Regions from separate parts of the Mus musculus genome. Here region 2 is linked to region 1. The links are chromatin contacts, called in public Hi-C maps. All regions are on one chromosome and are shown on one strand. Each heading gives the region's core, a stretch centred on a gene start, on an enhancer-like site or on the middle of the called end of the contact. The rest is flanking DNA. Distances are from core to core; before and after follow the strand shown.

What was found. Hi-C and Micro-C count contacts between places; a contact is called where the count stands out from the background.
Region 2: a Hi-C map of the N1E-115 cell line shows a contact between it and region 1, with 4 times the contacts expected there. The contact joins two enhancer-like sites. A contact is called at or near these places in 2 of 484 Hi-C or Micro-C datasets (the N1E-115 cell line and cortical neurons) and 1 of 9 other capture datasets (embryonic stem cells).

What each region holds. Positions count from the first base shown.
Region 1 is chr10:114,198,841-114,204,085 of GRCm38.p6, forward strand. No RefSeq gene overlaps it. Among named protein-coding and RNA genes, the nearest start is that of Gm31058, 89 kb to the left of the region's middle. Within about 2 kb of position 3,256, at least 9 of the 459 cell types and tissues checked have an H3K27ac peak or open chromatin away from gene starts, as enhancers often do. A contact at or near this core is called in the N1E-115 cell line, where this site is marked.
Region 2 is chr10:115,096,822-115,102,066 of GRCm38.p6, forward strand. All of the region lies in intron 8 of Tph2 (tryptophan hydroxylase 2), which reads right to left. Among named protein-coding and RNA genes, the nearest start is that of Tph2, 86 kb to the right of the region's middle. Within about 2 kb of position 3,235, at least 13 of the 459 cell types and tissues checked have an H3K27ac peak or open chromatin away from gene starts, as enhancers often do. A contact at or near this core is called in the N1E-115 cell line, where this site is marked.

The DNA.
Region 1 (5,245 bases), core at 2,006-4,505:
CATCTCTGACCCATGATTGTTCATGTCTGAAAGAGTTACAGGGATGGAAATGAAGAGGAACCTGAGGAAAATAAGGTGCAGCAACAGGCCCAAAGTGGGATCTAGCTCAAGGGGAGGTCCCAAGGCCTGACACTATTACTAAGGCTATGGAGCACCCACAAAAAATGGACCTCGCATGACCACACACACCCCCAAAAGACCCAACAAGCAGCTGAAAGAGTCAGATGTAAATATTTGCACCCAACCAATGGACAGAAGCATCTGACCACTGTTGTTAAATTAGGCGAGGCAGAAAGAAGCTGAGGAGAAGAGTGATCCTGTAGGAGGAACAGTCTCAATTAATCTGGACCCTAGAGATCTCTCAAACACTGGACCACCAAACAGACAGCATACACCAGGTGATATGAGGCCCCCAACACACATACAGTAGAGGACTTCCAGGTCTGTGTTCATTATGAGATAATGCACCTAACCCTCAAGAGACTTAAGGCCCCAGGGAGTTTAGAGGTCAGGTGGGGTAGGGGGGTAGGGTGGGGAGGAGGTGTGGGATGTGGAGCAGTCGAAAGGTAGATGGGGGGGGTGGAATATGGAGTATAAAAAAATAAATTAATTTTAAAAAAGATTGTTCTTCATAAATTTGATAAAGAATCTATAACTTTACTATTCAGCCTGGTAAATTATAACTTAAACCCTTACATCTAAAGTAATACAAAGAAAATACAATCTTGTATTCCCAGAGTCCATCTGTAATAGCAGTAGTACCAACCACATGCTACCCCATAGCTATGGAGGTAGGCAGAGGTAAATACCTGGGGCTCACTGGCAAGTCTGGTGACTTTAATTGGCAAGCTACAGGTCAGAAAAAGACATTGTCTTAAAAAACAGAAAGGTAAGGTAGACAGAACCTGAGGAACAATATCCCAGGCTAGACTATCTTTAATGTCTATGTGCAGTTCCCCATATAAGGACATGTTCTCACAGTCACAGAGAAATAAATAGCTCAGAGAATCAAATAGAAAGGCAATGCAAAGAAATTCCCAAAAGAAAAAAATAATATAACATTTAAGGAGTAAGGCAAAATTTGGGGGAAATCTATTAAATTCATAAACACCCTTTTGAGACTGAATCTAATCATGATTGTACAGAGAAAGTCCAAATGAAGTAAATAGTTCTATTACATCACATTTTTAAATGTCTTTTAAAACAGACAACACTATCTTAATAATTCTTTATTCATCCCCTATATAGCATAGTAAAAATTAAGTCATGCTGGTAACTATGCAGTAAGATGGACTGCTCATTTCAAGGAAGTCAAATGCAATTTTTTTCAGCTCCGTAAAAAAAAAAAAAAGAAAAAGAAAAAGAAAAAGAAAAAAGAAAGAAAAGAAAAAAGAAAAAAAGAAAAAAAGAAAATTTACTCCCTCAATTACATGATTTCTGTTAATCATTTACCTTCATTAAATTATCTCCTCAAGAAAGAGAGGACTCCCTGGGAGTTGCTGCCCTAAAAGGTTGATTCTCAGATTGCAAGAGAAGACTGAACATGGGAAAGCAAAAATGTGTTAATTAAGTTGCAAATTAGTCAAGATCCATAGCCCAAGGTGGGACACTCACCAACGTCCATATCACGTGTCCTTCCTGTGCCTTGAAGAGAGTGACTAGCATTTAACAGCACAGATGATTTATGCAACTTACGTTTATATCCAAGCATTTAGTAAATATCTATTTGGAATTGACAGTATCTAGGAGGGATGCATTGAAGATGTCGTACCAGGCAAAGCATGGACACCATCATCAGGCTCACTATCTGGTCAGAGGTATAGAATATAAAATGTTATGCAAGGGAACTGCAGGCCATGTTTGTTACAGTTAAAAAAAATTGCACTATTTATTAAGGTATTTGGTTGACAACGTTGCTTTGCAGTCAGGAACTTGCAAGAATCGAATATAGACAGGAGGGGAGTCTCAGAGAAGGCATTTCTGGCAGGGAGAAAAAGCAGGTGTAGGCTGGGGTGACAGCAGAGTTGTAGAGAGTGCTTGCTGAGCTCTTCAATCCCCAGCACAAAGAGAAAAAGAAGAAAGAGGCTGAAGATAAATCTTACTTGGTGGAAGAGCACTTGCCTAGAGTGCACCAGCCTTGGGGGCTTGATCCCCAGTCTGCATGAAACTGCGGTGGCCCCATACAACCTTGCAATCATGAAGGAGAGAGAGGAGGCCCATCCCTGGCATTATAGCAAGTGCAAGGACAGACTTTGGAAACACTGAATCCTTGTTGGGACAACAAAAAGACAGACAGAAACAGGTGCAAAGCTAAACTCACAATGGCTGTGGTGCTCAAAGAATCAGCCTAAGGTCAGGGATTAGCTCGAGGGATATTCAGGAGGGATGTGGCAAGGGAGACTGAAGAGCAGAGAGCTTCTTACTTCTCAGCCTTTTTTTTTTTTTTTTTTCACTTTCTGCCAAGTGGTTCTAAGAAGAATCTTGCCTGGAAGTATTCCAGGAAATAACTTCTTACAATGCACATAACAAAACCCACAGCCATGGAGCAAGTACTCAATAAATGCTGTCTTTTATCTTTATTATTATTATTATTATTAATTTATTACAAATGTTGCCCCCTCCTCCCAGTTCCTGCTCCCAGAGTTCTTTCCTCCATCCTCCTTCCCCTTCATCTCCAAAAGGGTGCTCCCGCCCTGGGCAGTAGATATATGGAACTGGAAATGCTGTATTTTTTATTGGTATTCCGTAGAAACGATGATTATTTGACATGGTTTGACACTGATTTTATGACAACAATTTTAGGACTTGAAACTCCTGCCTGCTTCATAGTTTTGCCTACATGGAGAATACTCCAGTTTGGGTGATCTGAGTAAAGACAGGGAGAATTCAGAGCCTAAATACACTGCTTCCTAATTTGGCCACTAGGAGCCTAAATAATGTTGAGTCCTCCTAAGAGAAACAGTTCTGTTTTGCAAACTGTCCTTGCCAAATGGTTGTGCTGGGGAGACTCTCAGCCAGAGAAGATTCCCTATGGATGTTTCACACAGGGAAGCGGCCCAAGGAAAACTGGCAAAAATTCTGGCAGCTGTGTCTTCCTCTGTCAACCAAGAGGATACACTGTTCTCAGTACCATCACCGGTGTGCTCATTTTAAATAATGAGGTTAAGCCTCTGTATTTACTTTCACCTCACAACTGCAGGACTGAGGTGTGGAGAGATGAGAACAAACCTGGTTTTGAACCAAGAAAATGTAGGATCTGGAGGCAGGCTGCCTACAATCAGCTATCTTTACACTGCCTGAACCTTTGGGCCTTGCTTTCTTCAAGGAGCTAGACGGAAATAACTGTAAATACTCTTTTGAGTACAAGGTGTGGGAAGCCGCCCCCACATTCGCCGTCACAAGATGGCGCTGACAGCTGTGTTCTAAGTGGTAAACAAATAATCTGCGCATGTGCTAAGGGTATTTCTCCACCCCATGTACTCTGCCTTCCCCGTGGCAACAACTCGGCCATGGGCTGCAGCCAATCAGGGAGTGATACGTCCTAGGCGAAGGATAACTCTCCTTAAGAGGGAAGGGGTTTCGCTTTCATTTTTGGGGCTTTGGGGGCTTGCTCTCTTGCTCCAAAAGATGTAAACAATAGAGCTCTCGCTCTGGCGCTCTGGCGCTCTGGCTCCTAAAGATGTAAACAATAGAGCGCGCTCTGGCGCTCTGGCGCTCTGGCTCCTAAAGATGTAAGCAAAGGGGGGTTTGAGTTTTGCACTCTTGCTCCTAAAGATGTAAACAATAAAGTTTTGCCGCAGAAGATTCTGGTTTGTTGTGTCTTTCCTGGCCGGTCGTGAGAACGCGTGTAAGACAAGGATCATGCAATTATAAATAAATAACAGAATGGGAAAAATTGATAGAACATTTGAGGGAGATATTTAATGGGTTCACAAATTAACAACAGGTGTGTGATATATGAACAGAGCTACTGCTGATGCACACAGCTTATGTATAGGAACTGAGAGGCAGAAGGGATGGAGGAAGACAGCCAGGCTCTGAATGCCCCCACAGGAAGATAACCTGAGGACACTGGCATCTATTAATGTGAGTAAGTTCTCAGTTTGACATCATTTTATAGAAAGAGAAAATAATAAACATGAACAACACCGACGGTTTCAAAAACAAAAGGAAAAAGAAAGTCAACAACAGTCTAGATGGACATTCTGGAAATAACTGTTAAGGTCTTTTCCTGCTGTTTCTTTTTAAAGTGCCTTGCTGAGGCACACAGCCAGGCAAGTTTCTGAATTAGTACAATACCTCCCTCCTCCCCTTAAGCAGGACATCTGCAGTGGTGTTTATGCTGGAGAGTCCTGTCTTTATCCCTAGGGTCACCGGTCTCTTTATTTCACATGCTAAAGGACTGAAGGGCCTTTCAGTCCATGTCCCCTAGCGACTTTCCATCCTGTCATCTTAGAAGTAGCCTGTGCTACATTATAGAAAAGCAGCCTCATGAGAGTGCTGAGATGGCTGAGAAAAGGGAGAGAGTTGGCTCTCCTCGAAAGAGGCAGACTATGGTCCAGAAAATGGTGACTTTCAGAATTTTCCTAATGAGCCCACACTGGCTACGTGAGCTTTCACAAAAGAACAGCTTTCCTGCTCCATGCTTCGCTGATAATACAGTCAAATGGATCAATTAGTGCAGGATAATTGAAATGATCATAAATTAATTACACCTGTTTTAACCCAAAACAAAATAAAAATACTTTAATATACTAGCCATTAAAATATCATTGTTCATAGAAAACATCTTCATTTAAAAAATGAGAGTGGGTCACTCGTAGACAAAGGTAACAGGTAATTTATTCATTAGACTCATTCCTACATCTGGATATACAGCCCTTTTGTCTCCTGTGATTGTGTTTTTAGGGCGAATCATTGAGAGAGAGTAACTTACATTGATTGTTTACTGGTAGAATGCTAACTTAAACATGTCTTATTTGCTCTACCACAAAGAGCTACAGCACCCGTGCCTGCTTCTGCTGGCATCTGAGTACCCTCCCTTCCTGCCTAGGATTTAAGAGCCATTAAAGCACCATTTAAGGATTTCTTATGTTATAACACTTGTAACATTATAGCATTTATAACTGATAAACACATAGAAGCCTCAGAAACTAAATAAGTCATTTCTCCATATTCTACTACTTCATCTGTCTCTATGGTTTATTAAAGGTAAACATTTCTTTTTGGTCACGATCTAACTCTC
Region 2 (5,245 bases), core at 1,985-4,484, 900 kb after region 1:
GATATAATTTCTTTTTCTCACAGAACTCTCCAGATGTGGATCTATAATATATTCCCTTGAGATTTTTCCAGACAAATATCCTACCTATTATCACAAAATAAATATGCAAGAGGTAAAGAAAAAAAATAAAAACACTGAGCCTTGTAAAAACACCTGCAAAAGAGAATTGCTGATTCTTGGCCGCTAATGTCTTTGAAACAGAAACAAATAATAATAATAAAACCAACACCTCCCAAATTGAAGGCTACCTTTCATCAGCACTGACGATCATGAATTCTAAATCTTTTACGCACTAGTGATATATAATTATTTGTAAATATTTTATTTGAATATAATTACATATAATCATTAGCTTAAAACCAAAACAGGAATGATAGATGGGGCCTCTTCCGCAGAAGAAAGCAGAGTAATTTACATTCACAGTCATTAAGCGGAAAAAGACAGCCTGAGTGTCGACAATCTGAACTCTGAAGGGCTGTGGAACACACCTAGGGAGGGCTCAGGGAAAAACAGATAGGGTGCACAATGCTGCCATCTTCAGATCACTGAGGGTAATACACCACTCTCAAGACATACCAGCCTGATAGATAGCAATCAAAGTTTGAAAGAACCAAGTCTGCAAAATGGATGGAACATGAGAATATCATCCTGAGTGAGGGGACTCAGTCACAAAGGAACAAACACGGTATGTACACACTGATAAGCAGATGTTAGCCCAAAAGTTCGGAATACCCAAGGTTCAATTCACAGACCCTATGAAGAAGGAAGAAGGATGATCAAAATGTGGATGCTTCAGTGCTTTTCAGAAGGGGGAACAAAATACTCACAGGAGGAAATATAGAGACAAAGTGTGGAGCAGAAACTGAAGGAAAAGCCATCCAGAGACTGCCCCACCTGGGGATCCATCCCATATACAGCCATCAAACCCGTACGCTATTGTGGATGCTGGGAAGTGCTTGCTGATAGAAGCCTGATATGGCTGTCTCCTGAGAGGCTCTGCCAGAGCCTGACAAATACAGAAGAGGAAGCTCACAGCCAACCATCGGACTGAGCTCGGGGGTCCCCGATGGAGGAGATGGAGAAGGGACTGAAGGAGCTGAGGGGGTTTGCAGCCCCATGTGGGGAGCAACAGAGTCAACAGGCCAGGCACCCCGAAGCTTACTGGGGACTGGACCACCAACCAAAGAATACACATGGAGAGACTCATGGCACTGGCCACAGATGTGGCAGAGGATGGTCTTGTTGGACATCAATGGGAGGAGAGGTCCTCGGGCCTGAGGGTGTTCAATGCCCCAGTATAGGGGAATGCAAGATGGGAGGATGGGAGTGGGTGGGTGGGTGGGGGAGTACCCTCATAGAGGCAGGGAGAGAGGGGATGGAATAGGGGGTTTCTGAAGAGGGGACCTGGAAAGGGGAAAACACTTGAAATGTAAATAAAGAAAATATCCAGGAAAAAAAAAAAAGGAAGAGTCAAGTCCACCAATGTGAAATCATGCCAACATAATACAGAATGGTTTCATGTGATGATAGGAAAAGGTCTCTCTGTGGGGCCCAAGTGAGGGTGCTCCAATCCCACTTGGGAAGGAGAAGAAAACAATCACAGGAGTCAGAGGGAGAGACCTGGGTGGGAGAGGGGAGGTGAAAGGGAAAGGGAAAACATGATCAGGTATGGGGCGAGGGGTACAGAGAGACAGGACAGAAGCCCTGAGGGCCAGCAGAATGGAAATATGCAACCTCGAGGGGGGGGGGGCCTCTAAAATGCACCAGAGACCTGGGAGATGAGAAACTCTCAGGACTCAAATGGAGAGATCTTAGATGAAATGCCCAATAGTGAGGAGAGAGACCCCCAGTAGAAAGTCAGGGCATCAAGTGGAGGGATGGGGTTGCCACCCCACAGTCAAAAACTCTGCCCCAGAATTGTTCTTGTCTAAAAGAACTACAGGGACAAAAATGGAGAAGAGACTGAGGGAAAGACGGTCCAGTGACCTACCCAAATCAGGATCCATCTCATGGGAAGGCTCCAAGGCCTGACACTATTACTGATGCTATGGTGTGCTTACAGACAGAAGCCTAGCATGTCTGCCCTCTGAGAGGCCCAACAATCAGCTCGCTGAGACAGACACAGATGCTTAACACCCAACCATTAGACTGAAGTTGGGGTCCCCAGGGGTTGAATTAGGGAAAGGCTGGAAGAAGCTGAAGAGGAGGGCAACCCCATAGGAAGACCAGGAGTCTCAACCAAACTGAACCCCTGAAATCTCTCTCGGATACTGAGCCACCAACCAGACAGCATACACCAGCCGATATGAGGCCCCAGACACATATACAGCAGAGGATGCCTGGTCTGACCTCAGTGGGAAAAGATGCACCCAACCCTGGAGAGACTCGAGGCCCCAGGGAGTGGGGAGGCCTTGGGGGAGCGGGGAGCATTCTCTTTGAGACATGGGTACTGTTACCTTTCAAAAAAACAAAAAAACAAAAAACAAAAAAAAAAGAAAAAAGAAAAACAACTACAAAAAAAAACCCTTTCTTTCATAGTAGTAGAGTATATTTTTGCTTAATAATCATACACATTCTCTCACATCTAGAATTCTATTATCCACTTACCCAGGCAAGAGGAAGTTCACGACAGAAAGCTGGAACGAGCCTGACTGAAACTGTGATCTAAGTTCCGTGCGCTAAGTTCTGTGTCCCTTGCTTATAGGAGACTCCTTCACTCACTTATTCCAGTCCTCGGTGTCTTACCTTCTACACAGCTCTAAGCAAGCTTAGTTACAGGGCTCCTAAACCCGTCCAACATAAGAGAACAAGAAGAACACACAAGAAGAAGAGCCAGAAATGCCAAAAGCACAGAAGCACGGTATTCAGCAATTGAATAGCAAGGTGCTTCCAAACGCAGGGTTATCACTAGACAGTAGAACTTACCTCAAGCTTCAAAGCATTGACTGGCAGCCTAGCCAGGCTTAACAAAGCATTCTTACACAAGTTTGTTTTCCTACCTGCCACTGAAGCAGACTTTATTGAAGTTATTGACTGCATGGTTTGTGTCAGAAAACTGGGACCCGAAATTCTGGAACTATTAAATCATGAAACGAACTTGAGTTTCCAACCTCAGATCCAGCAGCGCCTTTTCTTATTAGTGATGGAGCTTCCACGTGCAGAGTTATTGTGACCTACCATGATGGCGAGACAGAGCCTAGTGTTGTGGATGGCTCTGTGCTGCTTGCATTTTATGTTAATTCTGCTCTCCCGGGAGAGGTTGTCTGGAATGAGGAATGAGTCACATGATATGGTGGCTTCCTGTAAATTAATCCCCTAATGAATAAAGGAGCCAGTCGCTGGGTGAGTAGGCGGGACTTCTGGGTTGGACAGAGGAAGAGAGGAAGCAGAAGAGAGTTAGAGAGAAAGGTACGGTGGCAAAGTGTGGGTTTGCCAGATGTGCACCACAAAGGTCATGGGGGATTTGATGCACAGGGCTGGCATGGTAATGACCTGCAGTAAGAACTTAGTGAGCTGGGTGGAGAGATTGTGCAATTCTGAGTCAGTCTCCACGAGATAAAAATAGGTCAGCCATTGCCTGCCAATGCATGGCCAGTCAGGCTGCCAGGGCAGAGAGTTAGAGGCATAACCATGGGAATGGGCCAGTTCTGTTTTTTAATATTTCTTGCAACAGCCTAGTGCTGAAATAGTTCCACAAGCATAAGGGGCTATTATCCCTAACTCCTTGAGAGCCATTATAAGCCCATCCTCTGCAATCCACTGTGGATTCTGTCTCCACCACCACCACCATTTTTTTTCTTTATGATCTAACAGATCAAGGCTTGGTGCCTAAAGAAGATGGGTGCTCCAGGATGGGACAGGAAGAACATCCAACAAGTATCTGCCCCTTGGTTGTCCCTGTCGTAGCCAAAGGATAAGGCTCAGAAAGAAGGACTGCTTCTGAAAGATGGTCCAATACCAGCAATCTGTCATCTGATCAGTATAGAGACACACAAAGGGGCTCACTACCCCTTTCAGAGTATTTGCTGAATTGTTTCTGCTTTCTTCAGGAGATTGCTTTGCAAGGTTGTTGAGAAGGAGACACCCAAGTCCCCCTCCCATACACCTTTACGCTCCCACCACCACCCTTATCCCACCCCCTACCCCAGCACCCACCCCTGGCTAGTTTGAATTTTAGCATCATCAAGACTTCAGTTCTCAAACAGGGCATGCTTTCCTGCCTTTAGCCAAAATTCCTTAAGCTTGACTAAATCGCAATTGATAATGGGCTGGCAGTAAGAAGGATGGCTGGTAGTGGAGCAGAACACTTTAGAATAGAAATATTAGCACAGTAAAAATAAATATTAGAAACAAAGGTGAGACTAATGGTTGTGTTATTTAAACCACACAGGTCTCCCTACCCTGGTAACACCATATCACCTCCTCCCTGACACACACACACACACACACGCACACACGCACACGCACACACACACACACACACACACACACATTTCTGTTGTCATTTCTTTAAACCCTTCGGACTCTTAATTACTCCTAAGAGTCGTACACAAAGCAATGGCTGCCCAGGGCTGCCATCTTCTCAGCAAAGGTTCCTGAGGAGGGAAATTCCCTGCAGGAGTCTGGTTTGTTGAAAGAAAGGAATTTTGCATGGTTTGTTGGTTTGCTCCGAGTCTGTTGGTTTAGCTCTATAAAATGAAAGTGTGGAAGTAATAGACGCAGTATCAGACTTGGTCCAGTATTCTGACTCCCAAGTAAAACTCTCTAAGTAAAATCTGCTAGATCTCTAAATAAAACACACCAGCCAGTCACAATTTAGACCAAACTTGTAATTTGGGGAGGTGGCGTGGGGATGTGGCTCAGATACAGAGCATTTGCCTAATATGCACAAGTGCATGGGTTCGATTCCAGCATCAAACCTAAAAGTGCGTGTGTGTATGGGGAGTGTGGGGTATATGTGTATGTGTGTGTGTTAAATTCTACTATACTGCTCTTCAGTTAAAATTTGGGGGAAGAGATTTCTCTGTTCTCGAGGATGGAATAATATGGATCAGGAAAGAAAACTAACAATAATGATTTTAAACCATCCTGGATGTGATTTCCTCCCCCCACCACCAAGCTTCTCACTCTAGTTTAAATTTATGGTGCTGGAAGAATTTGAAGCCCTTGTTGGACTTTGAAGAATTAGTGGGTTCCTAGATGAGCTTTAAGAAAAGAAGTTACTGGAAAGAGTGACACATTTCTT